Regions from separate parts of the Arachis hypogaea genome. Here region 2 is linked to region 1. A link is a contact called in public Hi-C data. All regions are on one chromosome and are shown on one strand. The core of a region is the stretch at or near the end of the contact, and the rest is flanking DNA. Distances in the headings are between cores, read along the strand shown. Region 1 holds the start of LOC112702697 (U-box domain-containing protein 4). Region 2 holds the start of LOC112702704 (cationic peroxidase 1-like).

Region 1 (3,036 bases), core at 204-2,703:
AGGAAATAATGATAATCAACACATGCTTAACAGGAAAACTCTACAAGAAAGCAGTTAGTACTCATCAATCACTGCAAATATAAGCTCAGCTTATTTTACGAGTTCTAAAATTTAATTTTCGAGGGATAGGAAAGGCTTAGAGAGTAAAATAGATTACTTCAAGCCCTTGCTTTTTCCTCCCTTACCTTCCAAAATCAAAACTGAAGATCACACCTTAAAATAAAATCTCTTCTCTATCTGTGAATTAAGGGATTTAATGAGGACTTACAAAGTAAATTTTACTGGATAGCGGATGCCAATTCTCGAAAAGCTCCCTCATCTCATCAACAGACTGACCAAGTTCCTCAAATAACTTTCTAAGCTCTTCATCAGCAGATATATCAGAATGAACACTTGTATCGATAATTGGCTTCAACAACTTAAGTGTCTGCTCTGCACTTTGGCAATACATTGATACAGGTTTTGAGTTCATGTTTCCAGAAAATGATGGATGCAAAAATGAGGATATGCCATTGGAGAGCACATTTAACAAAGATATGTCCATAATACCTGTATTAAGAAACAAAAAATAAAACACTCAGCATCAGTTTTGAAATATGTGTAACAAAGAAATTAACATTTTGTGGAGGGAAATCGATCATTTTGTTTCTACTCCAAGAAAATACATAAAACCATCTGAACAACATATTTTTCTTCAACGTTTGCTATTGCTACTTTCTCCTCCTTGATTATCCAGACTTGAAACCAGCCACGTAATCATTGGCAACCAAGCATAACATAATTAAGCTGAACTCAACTCAACACAACTCAACAAAGAGTAAAAACAGATTCAACTATGTTTATCATATCAAACTAGACCTTAACAGCTAATTGAAAAAGGAAAATTGTCAAGCTTTCATTTTTCATAATCAAGAAACAGAAAACACTACAATACACCAAGCAAGATCATCAAAGTGACACACAACCAATACATTCAACTGAATAAAGTAGCAAAATTAGAAAAACTTCAAACAACTTTCAAATGATTTAAACAACATTGGTAAGTATAACAGAAATAACATGCGGATTACCGGAAATATTGGATGAAGCAAAGAAAGAAGCGTTGAAAACACCGTAGAACACCGGCTTTTGTTTCAGCTGGAAATGAAAGGGACGCGGTAGGGAACAAGGAGAAGAAGATGATGAGAATCAGTGAATTATGTTGGGACCTTTCAATCCTTTGACGTTGACTTCAAAAATGGCTTCTACATTTCTATGTAAGCGAAATATCAATATGAAAATTGTTCATATATAGCGTTGAACTTTTCTAAAACTTTGATTTTCTTTTATTTTCTGACATTTGTGTCTATGACTATTGAGTATTGGGTTTGACTTTCATTGTAGTAAGCTTTGAACAAGCAGCGCATAGATATTACTACTCCGCGTTACTTGTGTACGAAATTTTGTCGCAACTGATTCGAACCCAATTTTTTTTTTCTTAGAAGAAATTGCAACTCCGCTTAAAGACAAAACTAACTCAAAAAATTGTATCTGAATTATTTTATTAATTAAAAATATGATAAAAATATAATTTTATAAATTGAGATGTTTTACGTAATTACGTTAATAAAAATTTAGGCGTTTTTAAATTTTGATATTGGGTTTAGAGTAGTATTTTTTAATAATATGTGAAATTTGATATTTTTTTTATATGAAGATCACAAATCTGACTCTTTGATTTGAAAAGTTTAACTTTTTAAAACACAAAATTGCTTTTTCAATTTGTAATTTTAATATTTTAAAATTTTTAAAATACAAAATCAACCTTTCAATTTGTGAACTTATACAAATCTAACCATTTAATTTGTAAATTTTCGAATTTAAATTTTCCTTCCCTCAAATCCGATCATCAATTTTTCTCCCCCTTTTGGAATTTAAAAGAAAAAAATCGGTTCTATATTGATTAAACACATATAAGCTCTTTATAACCACAAACAACACATCTTAAAATCTACCTCAAAAAAAAAAGTCAAATTTAGGAGATAATTTTATTATATTTTTAAATAATTTGAAAATATTTTAATTAATAATAAAAATTGAAAGTGTTTTTATTAGTACCAAGATAATTTGAGTGAATTTTGAATCGTTTATCTTAAAAACAATTATGTTTTTACACAGAGATTAAGTTTCAGATGTGACTGCCTTTAGGATTGTTGCATGAATGAAGGTGCTTTCACATAGAAACAACCACCGTTGTTCTACTTTTTTACTTGGTCAAATGTCCTCTGTTCTCTTTTTCTAAATTTGACCAGTTCCTGTTGACCATTTATGCAACTCATCTTTAGCCTTGTAAATGCTGAGTTTGGGCCCTTTTTTTTTATTTTAAAAAATAATGATGAGTTTAATCTTAAAACGATCTCTAAATTTACAATTGAGTCTTAAACTTATTTTTGAACTTAAAATTACTCTAAATTTATCCTTGAACTTAACAATTGTCGTTTTTGAGATATTTTTTTACAATAGATTGATGATATAGTTGGACGGAGACCACATTAAACTTGTAAACGTCGTCGTTTTGTTTCTGGCAACAAATACAACTGAAACGACGTAGTTTTCACTCTACCCGTTGCCACCTCATCACTCCCAAAATCGACCCCTCTCTCTTCAATAAGAGCACCGGATCTCACTACCAGACATACTACCGTCCCCGTCACTGTTAAGCTAGCTTCTCTCCCTTTTGATGACTTTGAAAATGTCGAGAACCGTGTGATCATCAATTATCTGAAACAATTTATTAAAAAAGATCCAAAATTTGACAGTTTGTTCTGCTTTCTTCCGCTTCCATGCTAGTCGCCTACCACGGAGGTGGTGCTATCGAGAGGAGAGGAGAGCTCATTATGGTAAAATTCAAGGAGAAGAAGAGGAAGAGAGGGCAAAAACTGAAGAATTTTTCCAAGTTCACTTTCATCTTCAACTTTAGAAAGAAAATGATGACGTTTATAAGTCCGGCATGGTCTTTGTCCAATCATGTCAATACGTCATCAATCTGTCGTCGAA
Region 2 (3,036 bases), core at 249-2,748, 200 kb before region 1:
TCAAACTGATAGAAAAAGAAAATATGTATAATTATATTTTTAAAAATTCTAAATCTTAATAGTATAAAAATAAAAGATTAATCCAAAGTAACACGCATTTTCCATAAATAATGGAATCCGTTACCTAACCAAGCATTAGGCCATAGCTAAGAAGTCCAACAACAGTAGGATAGTGGAGGGGAAAAAGCAAATATATATATATATATATATATATATATATATATATATATAGTGTATAGCTCAAGGTTGGTATATATAACATTATTTGTAACTGCTCTTCAATTCATTATTCATTAATATAATGAAGATTAGGCTATTTTCCAAGCGTACTGGACCGAACCATGGAACTATATAAGTTTGAAGATTGGAGAGATCGAAATAATTAGTGAACAGTAAAAATATAGTATATATTGTATCTTAATCGTCAAAGCATGCACACACGCAAGCATTATTGCAATTAAATAAGAATAGCAGCAAATCACGGAGCTAATAATTTGATATGTCAGTGATGTTTAATATTACTTTGCACTTAGAAATATTATCGTGTATATATATACACACACACATGAACAGTTTAATTATCTGAGTTCACAGAAATAAGAATTAGATAATGTCTCACATCCATACATGCTGATGACATGCATCTCTTATTTGATTATTTGGGTTTATGATTTTGTATTAGTTTGATTTTTATATCTTTCTTTTAAATAAGACTTCATAAGAATTCTTAGTTAACCTTAGCTAAAAGAAGAAAAAATATGCCACTTATGGGACATCCAAAAAGCCCAATTAACTAAACTTCTAAATCTATGATGAATTTAATTTTCATATCTTATCAGTCTAAAAATAAAAAATTTTACACAAATTATTAATCGTATATTATCATATCAGTTAAAATAATTATTTTTTAACTCACTACTTAAAAAATTTATTTGAACGTATAAATCTAATTAAATAAATATATAAAACTCTTTACCATGTCAGTACATTAAAGATAAATTCCTAAAATTATTTCAAGTTATAAATCATTTTCGACAAATAACTAAAACATTCATATTAAATTAAAACATGATCAATTTCAAAAGAAATTTAAGACTAAACTAAGTTTGAAAATTATTAAATGCTTATTGCATATATAATATGCTATAAATTATTATAAATAGGTGTATAAATGAAAGTTGAAAAAAATTAAAATATATTTATATATACTAATTAAATTACTTCTATTGTATTTGTTGGATAATAGTAGTAGTAGTAGGTGACCAACACTTTTTTTTAAATTTTTAACTTATATTTGAACTAATATTAATCAATTCTTTTTTTATACTAAAAGTATTAGCTTTTTAACATTGCTTATTTGTGTTTCCTTTTTCTAGAATGAAGTACTAGTGGACTATGTTTGACTGATTAAGAATCTCTATATTACAAAGTCAAAAATGGAGCGCGCAATAGCAGTATACCATCACTATAAATAAAGCTTTAGGAGCATAGGGTTTTACTTAACACAATAGAGCAAAGTGAGAGTAATAATCACTTTATTCTTCTTCTAAGTGGTGAAGCTAAAATATCTTAGTCTTTAGGGAAAATGGCACGTTTTTGCATGTCAATTATTTTAGTTTGCATTATGTTTAGCATTGCATCTTCTGAATTAAGCTCAAATTATTATTACAAAACATGTCCACAAGCACTCTCCATAATAAGAAGTGCAGTGATGAGTGCAGTTGCCAAAGAGCACCGCATGGGTGCATCCTTGCTCCGTCTTCATTTCCATGATTGCTTTGTCAATGCACGTCTCATCTTTCACTTTCATTCTCATCATGCTCATGCATCTATATATTATTTTATTTTAAGAGAAACCAATATCACAAGCAATTTTCTTTTACCGTGGGTATACAATAATATTTGGCAGAAAAGTATATAATTGTAAATAATTGTGTAGTTTTAGATATAATAAATATATAATTATCATTATTATACGTATAAAATTATAGATAAATTAAATAAGTTAATTTTGATTTAGTTATTGTCTTTTTAGCATTATCATGTGTCACACTAGGTTGTTAGTCTAATTTTTGTAATATACTTTGGTAGTAACTAATAAAAATTGTTTCCAAATTTTACTATTCAAGATAGAACGAAAAATAAAGGTTTAATTTCCAGGCAATATATATTTTCAAATATTGCTCTAAAATATTGTTGACTAAAGTCAAAGTTGTAGTAGTGCTTTGTTACTATTATCATCGTCAGTTTGATGCATGCATCAGTTATATAATTAAACTTTGTGGTGCCATATATACTGTTGGTGATTTAATGAAGGGTTAATTATATTGTTGGTCCTATAATTTTATTAAATTTTAATTAGGTATTTATATATTTTTTTAATTAAATTTTTATATTGTTTTTAATTTTGTAATTAAATTTTTTTTAGTGTAAAATTATTAAAATTAACTAAATATCTTTTTATAAATTGAAAGTATTTATAATTAAAAATTTAATTAAATTTTTAATTGTATGTATTTTGAAAAAAAATATTCTATTAATTTTAATATTTTTAATATGAAAAGAATCTAATTACAAAATAAAAAATAATATAAAAATTCAATTAAAAAATAATATAGGGATTTAATTGAAACAAAGAGAGTAATTAAATATTTAATAAATAATTATCTTATAATTGTTTGTCTTATATATTAAGATGCTTGATAATCTCATCACTAGAAAAATGAGCTAAATTACATTTTCATATTAAACTTGCATTGTAGGGATGTGATGGATCGGTTCTATTAGATGACACATCAAGTTTTACTGGAGAGAAGACAGCTGGTCCGAATGTGAATTCTCTCCGAGGTTTTGATGTAATTGATGATATTAAAACTAAGGTTGAAGCTGCTTGTCCCAGTGTTGTTTCTTGTGCTGATATTCTTGCTCTTGCCGCACGTGATTCTGTTCTTGCAGTAAGTTCAATTCCATATATAATTCTTCTTAATAACTAATTATTACTATAGTTTTAAAATCAGGTTAATACAAAATCCCAAA

What was found. Hi-C and Micro-C count contacts between places; a contact is called where the count stands out from the background.
Region 2: a contact with region 1 is called in a Hi-C map of an unstated tissue, with 3 times the contacts expected there. The contact joins the promoter of LOC112702704 here to the promoter of LOC112702697 in region 1. A contact is called at or near these places in 2 of 8 Hi-C or Micro-C datasets (leaf and an unstated tissue).

The regions. Positions count from the first base shown.
Region 1 is chr7:18,281,402-18,284,437 of arahy.Tifrunner.gnm2.J5K5, reverse strand. LOC112702697 (U-box domain-containing protein 4) reads right to left here and starts at 1,453. Exons shown (of 5, transcript XM_025753846.3): 1 at 1,071-1,453; 2 at 269-549. The coding sequence starts at 544.
Region 2 is chr7:18,479,447-18,482,482 of arahy.Tifrunner.gnm2.J5K5, reverse strand. It overlaps LOC112702704 (cationic peroxidase 1-like), which reads left to right and starts at 1,498. Exons shown (of 4, transcript XM_025753857.3): 1 at 1,498-1,786; 2 at 2,763-2,954. The coding sequence starts at 1,586.